Regions from separate parts of the Mus musculus genome. Here region 2 is linked to region 1. The links are chromatin contacts, called in public HiCAR-type maps. All regions are on one chromosome and are shown on one strand. The core of a region is the stretch at or near the end of the contact, and the rest is flanking DNA. Distances in the headings are between cores, read along the strand shown.

What was found. HiCAR-type assays count read pairs that join an accessible place to other places.
Region 2: a HiCAR-type map of embryonic stem cells shows a contact between it and region 1, with 2.8 times the contacts expected there. The contact joins two enhancer-like sites. A contact is called at or near these places in 13 of 484 Hi-C or Micro-C datasets (B cells, the N1E-115 cell line, Sertoli cells and 4 more) and 5 of 115 datasets of contacts at active chromatin or transcription factors (all in embryonic stem cells).

The regions. Positions count from the first base shown.
Region 1 is chr5:24,179,244-24,184,456 of GRCm38.p6, forward strand. It overlaps Nupl2 (nucleoporin like 2), which reads left to right. Exons shown (of 7, transcript NM_153092.4): 6 at 1,838-1,922; 7 at 2,665-4,765. The coding sequence ends at 3,233. Among named protein-coding and RNA genes, the nearest start is that of Nupl2, 17 kb to the left of the region's middle. Within about 2 kb of position 2,763, at least 21 of the 459 cell types and tissues checked have an H3K27ac peak or open chromatin away from gene starts, as enhancers often do. A contact at or near this core is called in embryonic stem cells, where this site is marked.
Region 2 is chr5:24,263,593-24,268,805 of GRCm38.p6, forward strand. No RefSeq gene overlaps it. Among named protein-coding and RNA genes, the nearest start is that of Gm33476, 35 kb to the right of the region's middle. Within about 2 kb of position 3,224, at least 281 of the 459 cell types and tissues checked have an H3K27ac peak or open chromatin away from gene starts, as enhancers often do. A contact at or near this core is called in embryonic stem cells, where this site is marked.

The sequences.
Region 1 (5,213 bases), core at 1,513-4,012:
AATAAATAAATAAATAAAATGTAAAACTTTAGCATAAGGTTTTAAACTGGGGTAGGACTAGTTTTGAAAGTTGGAAACTATTACAAATTCAAGGACTTAAAGATGTGCTTATTCCACCTGGCAGCTGTAGAGCTCCCTTGGCCGCACCATTGCTGAGAGCTGGGAGCACAGTAATGCCTAAGTCTAAGGAGCTGTAGACCTTCCGTCTGGGATGAGTGCTTCCAGGTCATTGTGAACGTTGTAAGGTCCCTGGAACAACCCGTCCTCAGTGGCTTAGCACGTCATCGTTGTTACTCTTTTATCATGAGCATAGATGCACTTACATTTGTTTATCCATTTACCTATTGGTGACTATTACTCCAGTAAAAAGAAGCAAGGAAAAAACAAAACAAAACAAAAACCCTGTATAATTCTGTCGTTATGAAACTATGGAAGGGACAGCACCTGTCTGTAGTGGTGAGCTAATGATCAATTGTGTGGGACCAGAAGTGGAGAAAGGGCTGTCTGCCCAGGAAGGTCATAGGAAGCTCTTAAGGGCAATAGAAATTGGTTTGCGGTGATTATAAGTGTATTAGGAGTCACTGAAATATGTCAAAACACATCATCTCTGCTCAACCTGAGGGTGATGACCCTTTCACAGGGGTCACATATGAGACATCTATATGTCAGATATTTATGTTACAGTTATGTAACAGTAGCAAAATTACAGTTTTGAAGTAGCAACTAAAATAATTTTATGTTGGGGAGGTCACTGCAACATGAGGAAATTGTATTAAAGTGTCACAGCATTAGGAAGGTTGAGAAGTAGCTCTATGTGAACTAGATGAAATTGTCTAAGATACTTCTAGGAAAGAAAGCTCAGCTTCAATGGTTTCAGGCTTGGTGCAGTGGTATGCAACTTTAATCACGGCACTTAGGTAGAGGAGAGGTGGATATCTGTGAGCTCAAGATAGCCTAGTCTATAGAGAAAAAAAGAAGAAAGACAAATGTCTTGGAGGGAAGGAGTCGGGATTGGTGGAAGGTTCCTTGAAAAGGGCATCCATCAGTCAGCAGAGTAGGTCAGTCCAATGGGTTTTAGTAGGAAGCGTTTTATAGCACTGTGACTGCAAGTTGAGTTGAAGCATTGAGGAGGTAGCCTGGGCATACTCTGACAAGAGACCTCCAAGAGAAAGCTCTGAATGGCTTTGAAAGCCCTGTTTTTATAGTGCTGCAGATCAGGCTGGGCTTACCCAGGCCAGGCGGATTCTACCTGACCCATACTCCTCCCTAACTATGGCTTCTGAGATTGACTTGAATACGTTTATATATATATATAGCTTTCAGTAATTTGAGGGATTTTAAAGTTTAACTTTTCTAAACACCCAGTTAAACCTGTACCTGGAGTGACTAACAAATTCGGGTGTAATTTTATAAACACTGACATGTGTGGTTTTCTAGAATGCAATTTTATTTATTCTTGAAGGTTTTTTATATGGATACAATGTATATTGATTAAAAAATGTTTTTCTGATTATAATATGTTGTTTTTAACAAGTTGAATTCTAACAATTTTAATTAACAAATTGAATTTAACAACTTGAACTTTAACAAGTATAAAATTAAAGTTGTCCCCAGCCAGAGATAACTGTCGTTCATTTCTAGTGCAGTTTTATATCAATGTGCATATTAGTTGATTTTATAGTTTGTGGAGTATTATATCCTTTCCTTCTCTTGATCACATAATGGACATTTTATATATTAAAAGTGCATATTTAAATAATACATTTTTAAAATGTACTGTATAGCAACAGTCTATGATAACTACTCATGAAGTGTTGTATTTGTGTTGGTTTTTCAGCTCTCTGACGTAAAAGATGGGGTCAGTCAAGCAGTGCCTGCGTTTGGATTTGGAAGTAAGCAAGCAGGGTCGTTTGGGTCACCAGGTAAGAGAGTGTGGCTCAGAAAAGTGGGATGCTATAGATTGCAACTTTAGAAAGCCTGAATCACCATTTTAAATAATTCTCACAAATTCCTCCATAATGGAGCCTTGAAGAACTTAGCTCCACAAATGCTTTGGGAAGGTAGGCTGGTGGAGTGGGAGTAAGGGGGAGTGCTGGGGCTCAGCTTATAGAAGTACTTTTGTCTCTGAGATAGGCTATTACTGTGTAGCCCTGGCCTGGAACTCACTTTGTGAACCAGGACTTTTGATCCTTCTGCCTCTGCCCCTGCAATGGGAGTACAGATGGGAACCACCATGCCCAGCTCTAGAAGAACATTTTAGGAATGTCTCTCTGCCTCATAGGAAACTGGGCGTGATGATTATATATATATATAATTCTAGCCTGCAGAGGCTGCAGTAAAGAATCAAACATCTAAGGCAAGCTTGGCCTTCATAGCAAGGCTCTCAGGAATTTGATAGGAGCACACCAGTGTGGCAGGAGTGTCATTGAGACCTTTGTCAGCACACAGCAGTCACAAGGCTGCTCTGCTGAAAAGCATGGCAAGCCGAAGCGCACACCCACTCTGACTCGCATGGACGCATGAGTCGTGACAGGGCAGTGGGACTCAGAGGGTCGGTTTAACTTTGTTTTCATGTGTCCCTAAACTCTTCAATATCTACACATGTCTGAAATAAGAGAAGGGAGCGGCACGGCCACATTTTCTGACTGTAACCTATGTTTGTAGGCTTCCCAGTGAATAACAGCAGCAGCAGTACTGTTCAGAACTTTAGTTTTAAAACAAGCCCTGGACTTGCCACTCCTCCTTCCGGAAGCACTTCAGTATTTGGAAGTCACCCAGCCTTTGGGGCTGGGCCCTCTGCGGGCTCCTCCATCTCTTCCTCCACTCCAGCCTTTGGACTTGGGAAACCTGAAGCCACGTCTGCTGCATCATTTTCGTTCAAGAGCCCTGAAGGTTCCAGTTTTGCATCACCTGGGTTTTCGGGATTTCCAGCCTCCATGGCAGCGAGTCCCTCTGGCTCTACAACAGCCCCTCCCTTGAGAAGCGGCAGTTCTGTGGCTGGTTTTGGCAGTCCTAGCCCACATTCTCAGGCTGTATTTGCTAAACCTTCCACTGACGTGTTTGGAGGTAGCGGCATATCTACCTCTGTCCTAGCCTCCGGTGCCGCTGATAACGCACTGTTCACACCCAGGGATCAGCTGATGAAGGAAGAACTGGAGCAGTTTCAATCCCAGAGATTTACCCTGGGAAAAATTCCACTGAAGCCGCCACCGGTCGAGCTTCTGACTGTATAAAGGTCAGGTTTAAATACAGAAAGAATGCCTTAGCCAGGCATGTCCTGCATGCCTACAGTCTGGGAAGCTGAGCAGCAGAACACCACAAATTCAGGCCAGTGTGGACAGCACAGAGTGAACAAGAGACCTCCAAGAGAAAGCTCTGAATGGCTTTGAAAGCCCTGTTTTTATAGTGCTGCAGATCAGGCTGGGCTCACCCAGGCCAGGCGGATTCTACCTGACCCATACTCCTCCCTAACTATGGCTTCTGAGATTGACTTGAATACGTTTATATATATATATAGCTTTCAGTAATTTGAGGGATTTTAAAGTTTAACTTTTCTAAACACCCAGCTAAATAAAGGATAGCCAAAAAAGTCAATAAGCAAGGGACTCTTTTGTACTGTAATTACGAGTGGAACTAAACAGTACAGTGTACTGAATAAAGTAATTTTCTCATTCTACTCCACTTTCTGTCCCTTTAAATAGGGATGTGAACAGTGGTTTCTGGAGATCAAACCCAGGTACAGTGTCTCCTGCATGACAGGAACTCCGTCTCCCAACTCTGACTTGTGCCTGCATGTGTGTCTGTGCACCACGTACATGCCTGGTTCCTTTAGAGGTCAGATTCCCTGCAGCTGAGGTTACAGTTGTGAGGCACCATATAAAGGTGCTAGGAACTGAACTCTCGTCCTCTGAAGCAGCAGTCCTCCTAACCTCTGAACTATCTACCTCTCCAGTCCCAAGCCCTCACCTTTTACATGGGAGAAAATCAAACGTGGAAGGAGCCGCTGAGTGGGTGGAGCAGTGGCTGCAGAGATATGCAGATGTGAGGACCCAAGCTGATGCCCAGCACTTAGGCATGGGAGTGCGTGAATCTGTCTCCCCAGCACTCAAGAGGCAGAGACAGGTAGATGCCCAGAACTTGCTGACCAGCCATTTCCAGAAACCCTGTCAAAAGGATGGAGAAATGATAGGGGAAGACACCTAACACCAACCTTTGGCCATCACACACACCTGCGCACAAACACACATGCGTATAGTAGACCAAAAAACTCAAGCAAATGGCTTACCTATTGAAGGATGGGCACTCCAGGTGTTCATGAACAGTGCGGAGCATTCTTTCCCTCGGGATCCATATTCTGACCCTTTTAAAGTGTGATTCCCATCTAACATCAGAGGCGTTGCTCTTCTATGGAGTCCAGCAAATGCAGATCAACTACACAATGACAGGCGGACCAATACATGCGTGTCATTAACAAAGAATCTTCCATCACGTGTCCTTTCACGTGCTTGCTTTAGCAGAGCATCCTCTCTCCTGTGTCTGCTTCAGCGAAACATGCCGTCACGAGTCTGCCTTAGCCTTTCACACCTGTGTCCACTTTAACAAAAACGTTCCTTCATGTTTGCCCCAGCAAAACATCATCCAAACAATTTTCCAAAGAACCCTTAAATTTCCACTTCATTATTTAATCTGGAGTCCACCCTGAGAAGTGGGTATGGTACGGTATGCATCCACTTTCCACAATGAACATCCAATAAACAATATAGATAAACATGGACTGTCTGTTATCTACCACCACCATGGGGAGCATGCAGGTCTTTGCTACAGAGCCGCTGCAGCTAAATCTCAGGTAGAAGGCCTCTGTACTTCCAGCCTCCTCCACTGAGCTAAGGACAATCACCCCTGAGACAAGCTGGCACTTCCCTTCCTCCCCAGGCTCTCACCTAGATGCTGTCCCCAGCCCGTGCACACACACACACACACACTCCTCCGTTCTCAGCTCTTCTGTGACTCCCAAGAGTCCAAGAACCCCACTGCCCCAGCCTTGTCACAGTCCTGGGGACCGCCGAGCCAGCTCCAGCTTTCCCACATCTCAGACTCTGCTTTCTCACCCTCAGAGCAGTATCTAGGTGCTTCCCTGAAGCCCAGCACACTGCATGGAAAAACAGTCAAGCACATCCCATGTCTTACCTCCCCTGTGGCTGTACCCTGAGGCA
Region 2 (5,213 bases), core at 1,974-4,473, 85 kb after region 1:
TGAGAGTTTGATAGGTTCACAGTCAAAAAGTAGGGGGAGGAGCTGGGGTGATGGCCCAGGGGTGGGTAATGGTAATTGTCGCACAAACTTGAGGACTTGAGTTCTAGTCCCCAAGCATCTCCATAGAGATCTGGGTAGCTGCTTCTGTCTGTGACCTCTGTATTGTGTGGGCAAAGAGACGAGGCCTGGGTGGCCGGTGTTGATGGCTGCTGGCCTAGAGACTTTATCCCAAGGGAATGAAATATCTACAGGGAGAAGCCCAAGGCTCTCCTATGGAGTGTGCACATGGGTCTGGGGAAAAGAGAGTGTTTAATGCAGACATGTGACCTTAGGGAACTGGTAGCTCAGGATATCAAGGATTCAAGGACAAACAAGGCAAGCATCCCAGAATTGACATCACAGATGAGGAACAAAGCAAGGGACGGAAATAGGGGGAGGTGCCCCCAAGGCCACTGATGCCCCCACGGTTACCAAGGGAAGTTGGAACCTTGTCTTGTGGTCTTATCTGTTACAGCTGGAAGGGGACAGGAGGACCAGCTTCCATCCCGCGGTAGAAGTTGGAAATAGAGAGACATGGCCCGCAGAAGTCTGTCCCTGAAACAGAACGGGGGTGGTGGGGACTCCAGAGTCTAGAGGTCTGAAGATAGAGTCAAACACTCCTGACTGTGAATCACAGGAAGGCTGACTCAGTACCCAGCAACCAAGAAAGACTGAGAGACCTTTCCTTGGACTGCCCTGGACCTCCAAGGATTGTGCAAACAGAGAAGAAAGATCAATCACTCACTTCAGTTAAAGAAAGGTCTGCCCAGTCCTATCAGGAATACACACCTGCCCCTCCCCTTTAATAAAGAAAAGCCCCGAACTGGGGCCCCGAGCCAGGAGCTTGTTCAAGGCTCCTCTGCTGCAGCCATGTTGGCAACCATGTTGCACCTGGCATACACCCTGTCCCCCCTTCCTTCCCACCGCTGCTACTCTGTGGTTTGCTTACATCCTTGTTCCAGACTCAAAGGACCTGGACATTGTGTCACAAGTGACCGCCCCCTCCCCTAGTATCATTTCAGTAAAGAGACCCAGACCCCGTAACCCAGGTGGAAAGGGAAGGAAAGGTGACACTTCTGTCCCATCTGACCCCAGGCTCATTGGGGTAACAGATGGTAAAGATCTTGGTTTGATAATGGCTCTGAATTAACAGCTCCCAGGCCACAGAGTGGGGGTGAGCAGTGGCAGAGACCCGGGTTACCTGGGACGCATCTCTGTGCGTGTGTTTGGTTATAGACCAGAAGACATTCCCTGGAGGGAGAGCCTTGTTCAACACACATCCACCCACCTGTGCCTCACCAGGAACAGAGGCACTCTCCCCCGGGACAGACACGAGTTCCACAATTGTGGGAACACAGGCTGAAGGAAACATGGGGCCAGGCTCTGAGAGAGATCACCCTGCCTGAGGAGCCATCTTTGCAGACAACCCAGCCAGAAGACTGAGCAGAGGGCATAGCAAGGGGGTGTCCCGCCCACCTGTCTCCCTGCGGCCCTGATCCACCCCAGCCTCATGTAAAGCAAAATGTGATTTTGTTTGTGGCTCCTTCACTGCCAGGTGGAGATGCAAACCTGAAGCTGTTTTACATAAGGAACAGGAAACCAGGGGGGCACAACAACCTGTTGCTTTAGAGGCCTCTGGGAGAGGGCAGGGCAGAGGTGTGACCACCTGTCCTATGTTCTCCCAGACAGAAACCCTGGCTCGGCAGCAGCAGCAGGGGTTGGGGCTCTCTATGAAGCTTTCCTTGAGGGTGGAAATAGGAGTTCAAGCCCGACCTAAGTGAACATGGAGACCCTAGCTCAAAACACAAGACAAACAAACATAAACATGGTTATATTAAGACAAAACAAGATAGAGAATTTTGGAGCAGGGGCCGTGGATTGTCAGGGACCTAACTCCAGGGAAGGAGGGCCCGGACCCCACAGCCTTGTGCAAGGAGTCTCTGCTAGGGTAGGAGTCTGGTGCCACCTAGCTCAGCATAGTCACATAGCAGTCACATGACCTCTGAGACCCCAATTTCTGTAGCAGCAAAATGTCTAGTTGACTTCCAAGTCCTCTCATTCCAGACTTGAGAGGTATACTGTCTCTGTGTCCCTGGCTTGGCTTCTCCGTGTCAGCTGAGACCATGGTCCTATGGCCACCCTGTCTACCCTGAGGCTCCCATCCACATGGCCAGGCCTCCCCACCTCACCTGCTTCTTTGACCCCAACATGACAAACCACAGCATAGCAGTTCTCAGATCACCCCTTCCCAAACACTCCTGGGGAGGCCTTCGCACCACTAGCATCTGGGATTTCCAGTTTCTACTCCTGACTGGAAGACAAGAAGTTGTCTCCTTGGTTCTTTCAGCTGTGCTTTCTTTCTCCAAGGGTCTCTGCCATCTTGTCTCTGAGGCTTGTAGCCACACTTAGTCCAAAGAGTGAGTGGACTCAGGGCCGAGGGGGACCTAGAACCCAGGGAGCATTAAGTAGCCCCACTAGCAAAGGGTCCCCAAGGGAGAAGACAACCCATCGCCTGCAGTGGCCAGTGTGGATGGCAGCGTGTGTGTCAGGTGTGGCGAGTCTCTCTACCAATTCCAAACCTTGAAGAAAGCTGGTGGGAGCCATTTATCGGCCATTTCAGAGTTTGTTTGGGACTTTTGTTTTGCAGCAACGCCCCTTGATCAGTTTCCTGAGAACCGAGATTACAGGCCGGAGCCACCATACCCAGTCCTGTTTCAGGATTTTACCAGAGGTCGGCAGAAGGAAGTATTATAAGCTCGGCTACATTAAAGCCACTCCACCCACGCTCAAACCACCGCCAATCAATTCTGTATGAGCCGCTGCCGGGTCAGGCTCCCTGGGTGTTGATTTCCTGCTCCGGAGTATCAGTGAGTCATCAGCCGCCTCCTCTCCACTTTAACTGTTGCTCTGAGACCTGAGAGTCTGCAGAAGGGAGGTCACATGGCATCTTTATTTAGTAGCCGGTTCTCAACTGGCAGGAGGGGAAGGACAGCCAGACACTTCCTAGAAACAGCTCTCTCTCAATTTCCGGAGCCCACAGGAGCTGGGAAGCTCGATGGTGTCTTAAAGTCCTGGAGTCCATGTCAGGCCGCTGACGTTCAAGACTTGGGGTTCTGACTAAAGAATGGGCTGGGGCTGCTATGCAAATAGCTGGAAACAGACTTCCTGTGATTAGGGCTGTGTATCATGCGGCCACCAGATGGCGCCCAACACCTCAAACTGTCAACACCATTGGGCCAGGCTGAAGCCCTGTTAATCTGTCACAGATTAATGCTGAAGTGTTATGCCCCCAGGTGTGAGGCAGAAGGGTGACCAAATGTTGCAGAATTATCCTGGATTGATTTAGACCAAGTTCATGTGAATGTCACAAAAAAACACATTAATAACAACTTCCACGGGGGACTTTTACTTATATGTAAAACACAGGTCTGGCTAGTATAGGTCTCCCTCACAGCCTCCTAGCCCAGCATCTGAGCATCACACACCACATCTGAGAGGACAAAGGACAGCAAGGCCCTCACCTCAAGAATTTACAAGCACCTCTTGGGAAGACATCACACACCTATAATCTCTGCACTTGGGAGACTGAGGCAGGAGGATCACCACAAGTTCAAGGAGAGCCAAAGCTACAACTGTGACCCTGTTTCAAAAACCAAGCAAGGAGGTCCACAGATGTCATCTGTACCTATAAATCATGAATTGTAATTCCTACCCACATGGAGCCTCTTGGAACTGGAGTCCTGTGCACAAATATTGTTGAATTAAATAATTAATAATTAAGTCGCAGATACGGGTTTGCTATCTACCTCAATGGCTTGTGTTCCCAAATGAAACACACACACATGTCTTAATCAGCACAATAGCTGGGCTACTGCCTAACCTCCACTACTGATAGAATCTACCTTCCACCGATAATTCCGAGTTACAGCTTACTAAATTCTGTGTTCTACCTTGGCTGCTCTGGACTCAGAGGGCTGCCCAACTGGGCCGTGCTCTCCCGGCTCCTTCACGTGGCGGCCATGCCTCTCTGTCTTGCACTCTTCTCAGGCATGGTGTCTCCCTTCTCCACACTCTTCTAGCATGGCAGATCTTCCCTCTCTTCTTGTTCTCAGTCCCAGGCCTGGGAAATCCTAAAAGTCCTAGTTCAGTCTGCCACGTCCTGCCCAGCCATTGGCTGCCAGCATCTTTATTTACCAATCAGAACCAACTAGGGGCAGGGTTCCTCAGTGTCTTACCTGTGGACATGCAGACTCTCTCAAGCAAGCAATTTTGGGGACCCAAATTAGCATTATAATACAAGCAGTATAGCCAAACCCACTACATTTCTCACATTTCAATTAAAAAGGCTCTTTTCTCTCAGATATAAATTGAACACGATTACAACAATTATGCAAATTATAAGGTTGATATCCACTTATAATACCCAGTCCATCATCTTTGTCAATTTAAATTAATTATTCTATCATCTATCCGAACTTAAAGGTACAGGTACAATTCTGACCTGAATTCTGTTTGATTTTAACCACCTGAAAGCCATCCTTTCAAGTCTAGAACATCTTCTTTAATGTTAGATAGCTTAAGTTCAATTATGAGACTATAACTAGTCTTCAGTCCAGTCAGAGATCTGAGAATGAATTAGATATTACCTGAATATGTAGGAAGCACAAAGACATAGACTCCGAAACTCATACAGTTTGCAAAGACTGCCTAGACAGTGCCCAATAATCTCATAGCATTGGAGCATCAGTCCTCAGCCTTCTGGCCCAGAACCATCTGACAAACCTTAAGTGAAGCAGGAATTAAGAAAGAGTAGCTTAAAAAAAAAGAAAGAAAAAAAGAAAGAACAGCTTACCCTGTCTTGGTAGCGCTTAACAATCGACTACTCCACATTCAATTGGTCCTTTTTTTGGACAGCATTTGTCTGCAGAATGAATTAAAGTATTTCTTATCCAGTGGCTCGCTTGCCATAATTGAAGCAACTCCAATCGGAGGTAATGAAGCTCAATATCTTCTTTGACGTGTGATGGAGGTACTGTCGGGAGCAGACATGTCTTGTGGTCAAAATTTCTGTTAATAATGGAGTGGTTTTAAATTCTGTATCTCTGATGCTTTTGAAGACTATCTAGAGTGTACACACATACACACACACACACACATATACATACATACATAGA